Regions from separate parts of the Mus musculus genome. Here regions 1 and 2 are each linked to region 3. Evidence: chromatin contacts called from public Hi-C and promoter capture Hi-C data. All regions are on one chromosome and are shown on one strand. Each heading gives the region's core, a stretch centred on a gene start, on an enhancer-like site or on the middle of the called end of the contact. The rest is flanking DNA. Distances are from core to core; before and after follow the strand shown. Region 1 overlaps Alox5 (arachidonate 5-lipoxygenase). Region 2 has its middle 19 kb from the start of Plxnd1. Region 3 overlaps Washc2 (WASH complex subunit 2`).

Region 1 (3,592 bases), core at 126-2,625, 210 kb after region 3:
GCCTTCTTAGCATCAGAGGACATAAAACAACATTTCTGCACGCGCAAAATGTGACACTTGCCCGACACAACTGTGAACTAATAATGTTCTTAGAAAAGAAAGCTGCACTTGCTCTAAAGGTTTTACAAGGTTGATCAGCTTATGGGAACTTTGTTATTATAAAGAGTTGGTGTGCAGATCTAGAGAAAAGTTATCTTGGGTCACCTTTTGTCTCTTTAATAGCCAATCATTGTCTGCCTCTATGTCTGACTTTTTATCCTTCCAAATACCAGGTGAAATCTTTGGACCGTATAAACACACCAGCAGCTTCCTTACTAACCCCAAAGCTGAGACTACCACCAGGTAACTCTCACCCCAAAGCTAAGACTACCACCAGGTAGGTAACTCTCACACCTGCAGCAGATTTTCCCCAATTGGATGTAGCTCATGCAACTCTTGTTCCCACTGATGTGCTGGAAAAAATGCTTTGGTTTAATGCTCTCTCTTATCCTGTGGGTATGGATGTTTATGCAATTGCTTCTGTGTGGAAATTCAGCATGCAGAACACCCAAGCCAGCCAGGCCTGGACATTCATATTTGTGTCACAATACATTATCTCATTTTATGTGAGATGAGAGCTGCTTTGAGACAAGTGATTAATGTTCTCTAGACAGATCTGCCAATGATTAAATGACTTATATATCATGCATACAAGTTGCTTCTCTGTAATATTCAAAACAAACAGAAGTAGGGAATCGAGCTGAATGTTCACCAGTAGGGGAGTCATTGGCTCAGCCTGTAGTGCTTATGTGTAATCCATGAATATGTAGCATCTTATGACGAAGAAATGAGACACAATCCTACCCATTAGACAGTCGAGAACAAAAATGTCTCATGTCGAATGGGTTGGTGATGCAGGGGAATGGCATCTTACAGCAACACCAGCTAAGGGTGGAAAGTGTCTGGACAGCTGGGCAAACAATTACCAAGATCTAGAGAAGTCAGATGACGCACACACTTGGTCATCTCACAGATCTTCATCTAGACATGTTCCCCAGAGTAATTCTCTCACGTTAGCAGAAAGCTCACTGTGGCTCAGTCTGAAAGCACTAGGAGGTACCCATGTGTTCATCAGCAGGTAGCCAAATGAATATAGCAAAGTGGTACCCAAGAATGATGCCTCCGGAGCTGGGGATAGAGTGTTTGCTTGCTTACCATTTAATAGGTCCTGCGCTCAGTTTTCAGAACACAAAACCAAAAATGTGTGATGCATTTAACTATGCAGGAATTAAAATGAAAGGCTGTCGAGTTGTGTCAATGGCTGGTCTTCAGAGCATAATGATGATTGAAAACTGAAGATACTGACGTATTAGGTCAGGGATGTGAGAGCCCTCAGACCACAGTATACTGTGTCATACTCACTGACAGTGCAGCGAGTGAGGGCCAGGGGCCACGGAGCTCTGACCTGGGCCCTTTCTGTGCCCTTTCCCAGATGGGCTACTGAGTCAAGCCAGCAGCATTCCTGGAAGTATTCTCTTGCTCAGCTTCCATAATCTGGAAGCCTGAAAGTGTATGTGAAAGGGGAACTTCACAATTGTGCAGACAGTGCAAAGTTCAGTGTTTTCTGACCGGAAATGGGGCATGGGTGGGAGGCGGGCTGCTGAAGAGAGCAGCGGCTTGGAAGGAGGGAGTAAAATAGGGCTTAAGAAAGGGACAAGATATTTCACAGTGCCCTTCTCATCCTCTTCACAAGACCCAGGTTGTGATGAAGTAAACGGCTTCCAGATCAGGCTAGATTGTGATCTCTTAGGTGTAATGGGTAAGAAGTCTAATTAGGTGTGCACCAAACCACACTAAGATAATAGTGGCTGACAACAAATTGACTCACTCTGGAGTTTTGTCCTAACCCACTCCACAGACTAGAAGTCCTGTAGAACTCTATAAAGGGCTTTGTCACAGGGAGTTGAAATGGAGAAGAGAGCTGAAGATTTCCTCAGCCGGATGGAAGGGAAGGCAGACTCTGGGACAATGATCTATGCCCTGTAAAAGTACAGAAGTTCCAAACTACATCATAGGGTGCTGAGCGGAAAGGCTTGCATACACATTGAATTTTTGAATTTTTGGCCTGACTACAGTATAATCAGGTTATGCTCTTACACCATGCAGGGATGGCGCAAGAGTTTTTAACTTTTAAACTGTGAACTAGGGTATGTAGACATATGCATTTGTCTCTATCTCTCTCAACCTGTCTGTCTTTCTGCCTGTTTTTCTCTTTCTCCCTCTCTCTCTTTCTTCCCTGCTCCCTTTCAGACCCTAAACATCTCTCTAGCTATCTATCACATCAGTGAGAGTACCCTCAACCCTTACTCTTAGCATTGACATACTGAATTTTCTTTTTGAAATAGGTTGGTCTTGAACATCGGGGACTAAATGATTCTTCTGTTTAGCCTCCCAAATCATCTAGGACAATAGGCACGGCACCAAGCCCAGCCACCCCTGGGATGTGATGTCACTTCTTTGTTATTGGTCATAGCTCCACTGCCACATGTTTCCCTTAGCAACAGAATCCAGAGTTATGGGACAGCTGCATGCGATTCTGGCATCTTGCCTTCATTGTATGATCAACTATATTGGTCTCAGTGGCTCACTGGTAGATATTACCTGGCAGTATGAAGTGAAATAAACCCTTCCCTTCCCAAGTTTCGTTTGGTCATGGTGTCTTATTACACCAATAGAAACCCCAAGGAAGACGGTTGCCACGAATATTTGCATACAAGTATTTGGTGTAGACACATGGCTTAGTTATTAATGTTAATATTGCAGTACAGGGGTGTGCACTGAGTGCACTGAGTCCCTGGCTCTTCTATATACTAGGTAAGTGCTCTGCCATGAGCTACACCCCTAATTCTGGTTGTATTATTTTTGGAAACACTTGTGATAAGAAGTGCTGCTGGGTCACGAGGTGACACTATCTATAATTCTGAGGAAGAACTGATATGTCTCCCGGAATGGCTGTGGCTTTTTGACCTTACCAGAGTGCTGGGGTTTGACCTCCATCCCTCATTGGCAGCATTTGTTATAACCTGTCTTTTTACCTTTTGTTAGTGTTCTCTATATATTTTGAATTTAAGCCTCTTGCTGGATGCAGTCTGCATACGTTGGCCCATTTTATCATTTTACTGTTTTGGTGGAGTTCAGTGAAGTATAGAAGATTTATGTTTTGACAAAGTCCAGTGTGGCGATTGTCCTTGTGCTGTGTGTGCTTGGTGTCATACCTAAGAGGTTTTGCTGAGCCTGGTTATCATGATTTGCTCTTCTGTTCTCTATATGTTGTATAGATTTTGTTGCTATGTTGAAGTCTATATTACAATTTGAATTAATTAAACATTTTTACAGATTTATAGGCATATAATTTTTATACCATAAAATTTACCCAATGATAGTCAATAATTAAAGTCTTTTTTACCCTTATCACATAGGGGTAACCATCTCCATAGTCAATATTTGAACATTTTTATGATTTCCCCAAAGGAACACATATCTTTAGTCATCATTGCTATTACTGGCCCCTCTGCCCCTAGGCAACATCTATACTTTGGATAATAAAGGCAAA
Region 2 (3,307 bases), core at 390-2,889, 220 kb before region 3:
CTTGGCAGAGCAGCTTGGCTGCATCCTCAGAAGTAGACCAAGCAGGATTTGATAAGCAGTGGGCTTTTAAGTTCTACTCTTGAATGAGCACCTATTGTGTGCTGCACCTATTGTGTGCTGCACCTATTGTGTGCTGCACCTATTGTGTGCTGCACCTATTGTGTGCTGCTTTAGACGCTGGGGACAAAGCCACAAAAGACAGCATCTCAGAGCCAGTTGAGCCTTTGTGTATTTATTGGCAAGTTTTTGTCCTTTGTGGCTGGGACGTTCTTTTGTTACCACTATGGCAGAATTTTCTGACATATATAGATTTGGGGGGCCGGGGTCCAGACTCACTCGAGATCCAAGGCTGCTCAGGGAAAGCCCACATATTGACTACTTGGTCTTTTGTGGGGTCAATGACAGAGGACACATTCTGGAGTGTTGGAGAGTGACATCGATCGGTACCTGACTACCAGGTCTTCTAATAAGAAGCCTCTTATCGGGTGCTGGAGTAAGTGGCTTGTGACATGGAATTTAGCCTTCCATGAGGGAGGCAGCTACTGTCACTCATGACTTGCTGTGCCTCTTAGCAGGCTCTGTCACTCCTGACTTACTCCCTCCTGAAATGTAAGAACATTCTAGATAAGCTGGATTATGTCAAATGAAACTGGGATTTTTGTTTGTGTTTTCACACATGGTCTTACTACACAACCCAAGCTGTCCTCAAACCTGCAGTCCTCCAGAGTTGGCCCCTTAGTGCTGAGGTTACAGGCATATGCCACTCTCCCTGAGTGGCTCTTCTCCTTCCTCCCTCCCTCTCTCTCTCTTTCTCCCTCCTCCCCCACCTCTCTCTCTCCTTCTTCCTCTCCCTCAGTCCTTCCTTCCATTCTTTTCCCCCTCTGTCTCTTTCTTTCCTTTCTCCTTTTTTTTCTTTGATTTCTTTCAGAACTGGGGATCTTGAGATGGGTGTGGTCGTGTATGCCTTTAATCCAAACACTTGAGATGCAGATGCCGGCTGATCTCTGAGTTTGAGGCTAGTGAAGCCAGCCTGGTCTACACAGCAAATTACAGGACTGCCAGGGCTACACAGAGAAATTCTAACTCTAAATAAATAAGATTCAAAAAAAAAAATTGAGGGGCTGGAGAGCTACTCGGCTGGACAGTTAAGAGACACGTACTGCTCTTACAGGGGACCTGAGCTTGGTTCCCAGCACTTGAGTGGCTCACAACCAATTCTAACTCCAGCTTCAGAGAAGGAATGCTCTGGCCTCCATATGGGCACCTACACTCATATACATACCCACCTCACCTCCATCTATTTATAATTAAAAATAAAAATAAGGTCTGGAGAGATGGTTTGTTGCTTAAGAGCATGTACTGTTGTTTCAGAGAACCTGAGGTCAGTTCCCAGCACTCAGGGGATTGTAAAACCTCTTCTGGCCTCCATGACCATTGCACACACAAGCACACAACTATAATCAGTGCCTCGTGCACAAACAGAAAGACACAAACACAATTAAAAATAAAATCAAATTTAAAAATCTTTTTATTTACTTTTTTTTTTTTTTTTTTTTTGCGTCATGCTGGCTGTGGAATTTGCTATGGAGAGTAGGGTAGACTCAAACTCATAGAGAGATCTGTCTCTGCTTCCAGAATGCTGGGTTTATGAAGATGTGCCTCTATGCCTGTCTTGAAAAAAAAAATTGAATTCTAAAGCCAGATGATGCAGAAGTGGACACCTGTGATCCCAGCACAGGGAGAGGGGAGGCTGGAAGCTCAGGAGTTCAAGGCCACCCTCACTACAGAGTGAGTCCGAAGCCAGCCTGAGAGAGCTAAGGTTTCATTGTCTTTAAAACTTGTGAAATTGTTTTCTTACAGTGACTGTTACTTCCTTGTTTGCAAGGCAAGGAGGAGGAAGTTGCAAAATTTCACCTCCTTTCCTTATGGTATTCACGGGGGTGGGGGGTGGGTGGGTGGGGTGGGCAGGGCCAAAGCCTGCAGGACGCATTTTGCAACCATATTGCCCATTTGGATGACATGAAAACCTGGCTACTGGTTCCTTTTGAAAGGCTGTAATTGCCTTTAAACATATGGCTGGGTCATCTCTCGACACTTTCAATGGCTTCTCTTGTGGCCAGGTAAATAAACCTGGAGCATGGCATTCAGTGTCTAGTTTTTAATTTTTATTTATCTTTTTCAATACTGGGGATGGCCTTGTGCATCCTGGTCCGCGTCAGCCACCGAGCTACCATTCCAGCTGGCCTTTATTGCTCCTTGCAGCTTGGTTCCCGCTTGCTCAAACTCTTCATCTTGGTCCCCTCAGCCTGTGGTTTGCTGACACAGTTCCTCTAATTTACACACCCTCCTAAGCCATTTTGGCCCATCTAAACCCCAGCTCCTCAGGCTGCTGTGTAGCTCAGTGCTCAAGTGCCGGCCTAGCATGTGTGGGGCCTGGGTCTTCAGCTTCTTACATCCACTCCTAAAGGGGACAAAAACCAGACCGAGGACCACAAAGCACAGCATCATCTCTTAGCCCCGCCGCTCTGCAGCCTCCGCTGAGAGCTACTGCTCTCTCTCACCTGGTGGGAAGACCCTCCCTTCTCCCTCCCACACAGAGCTTGGGCTCCTGTCCCGATGTCAGCGCCCTGCTGCAGGCCAGTCTTGCACAGATTGCTCTGTAGCTGTGGGATCAGACGACACCAACTGCTGATATTACACTGGTCCCTGGTTTCCAGAACTACACCCCCAGGCTGGAAGAGCTCAAAGGGTCCAAACCCATTCAGATTCTGCCTCAGACAACCTCAGACATGGTCCAGCACAACCCAGCATAGGACACTGTGTAGTCTCTTTCCTCACTGTCATGGGTCTTTCTCTGTTTAAAAAAAAATATGTGTATCTGTATACATATGTGTGTGCATGTGTATGTGTGTGTGTGTGTGCGTATGTGCACGTGCATTTGCTCATGTGTGTGCCAAAGTATACACGTGTAGGTTAGAGAACAACTTTTAGAAGTTGGGTTCTCTCTCCTCTACGGTGGGTGGTCAAGCTTGTGTGGGACGCACTGGCTGAGCCATCTCACCTGTGCCCTTTCTTTATACAGAGCCAGGGGTAGTAGCAGATGCCTATAATCTAGCACTCAAGGGGCAGTTTTCTGTGTGTGCTTATATTTGCTTATGCCTTGTGTGTATCTATATTTTTATGTTTACTCATATACTCTGTGTGTATCTGCACACTTGCCATTGTGCACATGTGGCAGTCACAGGACAACATGTGGGACTTAGTGCTTTACTCCCACCACGTGTTTTCTAGGAACTCAACTCACATC
Region 3 (3,168 bases), core at 450-2,949:
ATGAGTGCTGTCAGGAGGCTCCTGCTGGAGCATAGCTCTGACTGTCCTTCCATCCTCAGGGCATCCTGATGTGTCTGGGTCCACCTCTGCCCCATCACTGAAGGAGCTCCAGAAACATGGGCAGCCTACTCCGGGGAAGAGCTCACATTTGCCAACTCCTGCTGGCCTCTTTGATGATGATGATAACGACAATGATGAAGATGATAATAACTTTTTTATGCCATCTTCTAGCAAGCCTTCTAAGACCGGTACCACTTTTAGGCTAATTCTGGGAACTTAGAGAAGAAAATTAAACTTAAGGGGACACAGTTCTTCACATTCGGTGTCTCTTACAGTTCCAGAATGCCTTACTTACTGAACATTACTGTCATTGTCTTATCTATGCTTAAATTGTGCTATAGCCTTGGGGGGGTCCCTCATAGGTCAATCTTTTCTGCTTTGGGAATCAATTACTGAGGTTATCTTCTTTAATAGGGAGCTGAACTTCTTCTGTATTCTTTTCTTAAAGTTTTTGCTTCTGCCTTTCACATTACAGGCAGAAATTTAGTCACACTTCCTCCTAGCAACTCCGGGTAGTTACATGAGCGGAACATTGCGTGCTTGTTGCTTAATTCCCAGCTTCTCTTTTTTCTGCCAGAGGGCTCGTATTGTTTTTGCTTTGGTGCATCCTCTCCCCTCCTCCGAGGTCCACACTGATGTCCTTCCTGTGCTTTTACTCTCTGACGGAGCTATGCCTGGGGAGTCAGGAAAGCTGTGGTCTTTCTGTTTAGTGGGTCTTTGTTCGATTTTGAAAAGAATGAGCTGCTGGAGGGATGGCTCAGATGTTCTGGGTACGTTCTACACGTCCTGGGAACGATGCCCGGACCTCCAGCTGTGCAAGGGCAAAGATAGGATCCTCCAGCTGTGCAAGGGCAGAGATAGGATCCTCCAGCTGTGCAAGGGCAGAGATAGGATCCTCCAGCTGTGCAAGGGCAGAGATAGGGTCCCCGGGCTTTGCTGGCTTTGAGGCAGGTAGAGAAAACACAAGCCCCAAGATCAGGGGAAGACCCTATCTCAAAGGACTAGGTAGAGAGAGAGTAGTAGGACACCGGACACCTTCTGACCTCTGTATACATGCACACACACCCACCCCAAAACCTGAGCAAACAATGCAACACATAAACAAACAAACAAACAAACAAACAGAAATCTCGTAAAAAAAAATGAGGCATTTACTTTTCTACCCTGGGATATTTGGGATATTTCCATTGTACATTAAATGGAAAACACAAATGGTAGGTCATTTTACTCAGATTATTCCAAATTTATAATCTTATGAATAGCTGATATAAACATAAGGTAAGATTTAGAAGTGTGTGTACCAAGCTCTTGTGTCTGTCTTGTCTAGGTGGGCAGGTGGAGATGAGGGAATGCCAGCATTTGGTTTCATCTATTTCTGTATAGTTTGGTCTTTAATGAAAACAGGAGTCACCCTTCACATCTCCGTCCTACAGTTAATGACTTTTTGGCTCCTTAAAGTGATCTTTACTCTTTATCCCCATCTTGGATATACTTAGCACAGGAGTCTTCTGTTTGGAGAAGGTTCATTCATATGGTTAGCGTCTTTTGATTTATTTGAACTGCTGTTGCAGAGTGCCAGGGCTGTGGATCTGGGGAGAGCAGCTCTGTGGCAGAGCACTTGACTGCATGTCGCCCTCTCTGGTCAGCCCCGAGAACTGCAGGGAAGCAGCAGGGAAAGGAAGCAGCCGAACTAAAGGCAGAGCAGGGCTCCACTCACTTTGTATTTCTCTGTAAATGAGCAAAAAATAAGACACCTTCCATATTTATCTGTGGAAGAGAAGAAGTGTGTGTCTGTGTGTCTGTGTGTCTGTGTGTGTGTGTGTGTGTGTGTATTTTGACCTTAGTGTAATTTTTATGCTGTGGTTTCTCTTTTAAGACAAAGTCAAGTCCACTGCCATTATCTTTGATGATGACGAAGGAGATCTGTTTAAAGAAAAAGCAGAAGCTTTGCCGGCAGCTTCTGTGAGCCAGACACATGAAAGCAAAACGCGGGCAGATAAAACGGTGAGTGGAGGTGGACTGAGGGACATTGGCCTGGGCAGCTTACAGTAGCCGTTTATCTGGGTCTCAGAGGCACGTAGAGTTCTCCTTCATGTTTGCTGTCCTAGTTTGCTTTCTGTTGCTGTGATAAACACTGGCCAAAGCAACGTAGGGGAGGGAAAGGTTTATTTTACAGGTTGCAGCCTGTCCTTGAGGGAAGCCAAGAGAAGACTTCAAGGAGGCGGCAGTGGAAGAACACGGCTGCTGACTTCAGTGTTTTGCTGGCTTGCTCAGCTGCCTTTCTTACACAGCCCGGGCCCACCTGCCCAGAGGTGGCAAAGTTAGCAACCGAGAAAACACCTGGTAGACATGCCCACTGGCCAATCGGATGGAAGAGTTCTTTAGTTGAGTTTCCCACTTCCCGAATATGCCAGGTTGACAATCAAGAGTAGCAACTACATTTATATTAAGAATTTTGAAAAAAAAAAAGAATTTTGAACATAAAATTGAAAAGCACAATGAAACTCTAAATAACTTCTAATCAGATCTGTGAGATTAGTGAGGATTTGCCAAATATATGTCTGAGCCTTCGTGCAAGCATGCTGTTTTCAGGATTATTTGGAAGTGATTTGTAGTTGTTATGTTTTACCACCCTACATGTTTTATTAGGCAGTTCTGGGAATGCTGTTTTATCCCCACATGCCAGAGGCTGGCAGTAACTCTATAGAAGAGTCTCATGGCAGTCTGCATCCATGAGGCTCCAGGTAGCCATAACATTTCTTTTATAAAATAATACTCAATATAATACTGATTTAAAATAATTTTATACATAGTTGGTATTCTGTCTTTTTCCCCCGTGAGACATCTTATTCTACAGATGTCCTATATAGGTTTTTCTTTCTTTAGTGTATGTGTATATGTGTATGTGTATATGTATCAATACCTATATGTATGTATATACTTACATATATATGAGGGAATTTATTAGGGGATTTATTTAGAAAGGGAATTTTCTTGAATGGTTTACAGGCTAGGCCAGCTAGTCCAACAATGGCTGTCTACTAGTGGAAGGTCCAAGAATCTAGTAGTTGTTCAGTCGGCCAGGCTGTATATCTCAGATGGTCTTCA

What was found. A called contact is a pair of places that touch in the nucleus more often than the background predicts. Capture Hi-C pulls out chosen DNA fragments and counts their contacts.
Region 1: a promoter capture Hi-C map of adipose tissue shows a contact between it and region 3. The contact joins two enhancer-like sites. A contact is called at or near these places in 1 of 39 promoter capture datasets (hippocampal neurons), 2 of 484 Hi-C or Micro-C datasets (cerebral cortex and nephron progenitors), 2 of 115 datasets of contacts at active chromatin or transcription factors (bone marrow-derived macrophages and embryonic stem cells) and 2 of 9 other capture datasets (adipose tissue and pancreatic islet).
Region 2: a contact with region 3 is called in a Hi-C map of peritoneal macrophages, with 5 times the contacts expected there. The contact joins two enhancer-like sites. A contact is called at or near these places in 1 of 39 promoter capture datasets (frontonasal cranial neural crest), 3 of 15 datasets of contacts at CTCF or cohesin (the NIH/3T3 cell line, large pre-B cells and pro-B cells), 33 of 484 Hi-C or Micro-C datasets (MC3T3-E1-derived osteoblasts, beige adipocytes, bone marrow-derived macrophages and 23 more), 4 of 115 datasets of contacts at active chromatin or transcription factors (astrocytes, bone marrow-derived dendritic cells, bone marrow-derived macrophages and 1 more) and 3 of 9 other capture datasets (adipose tissue, liver and pancreatic islet).

What each region holds. Positions count from the first base shown.
Region 1 is chr6:116,438,141-116,441,732 of GRCm38.p6, forward strand. The region is part of intron 3 of Alox5 (arachidonate 5-lipoxygenase); the gene reads right to left. It overlaps Gm38880 (a long non-coding RNA gene), which reads left to right. Exons shown (of 5, transcript XR_869387.2): 3 at 273-376. Among named protein-coding and RNA genes, the nearest start is that of Alox5, 21 kb to the right of the region's middle. Within about 2 kb of position 1,376, at least 18 of the 459 cell types and tissues checked have an H3K27ac peak or open chromatin away from gene starts, as enhancers often do. A contact at or near this core is called in adipose tissue, where this site is marked.
Region 2 is chr6:116,012,007-116,015,313 of GRCm38.p6, forward strand. No RefSeq gene overlaps it. Among named protein-coding and RNA genes, the nearest start is that of Plxnd1, 19 kb to the left of the region's middle. Within about 2 kb of position 1,640, at least 45 of the 459 cell types and tissues checked have an H3K27ac peak or open chromatin away from gene starts, as enhancers often do. A contact at or near this core is called in bone marrow-derived dendritic cells, bone marrow-derived macrophages, erythroblasts and 1 more, where this site is marked.
Region 3 is chr6:116,227,287-116,230,454 of GRCm38.p6, forward strand. Washc2 (WASH complex subunit 2`) reads left to right here. Exons shown (of 31, transcript NM_026585.3): 15 at 60-248; 16 at 1,937-2,064. Among named protein-coding and RNA genes, the nearest start is that of Gm52873, 9.9 kb to the right of the region's middle. Within about 2 kb of position 1,700, at least 143 of the 459 cell types and tissues checked have an H3K27ac peak or open chromatin away from gene starts, as enhancers often do. A contact at or near this core is called in adipose tissue, bone marrow-derived dendritic cells, bone marrow-derived macrophages and 2 more, where this site is marked.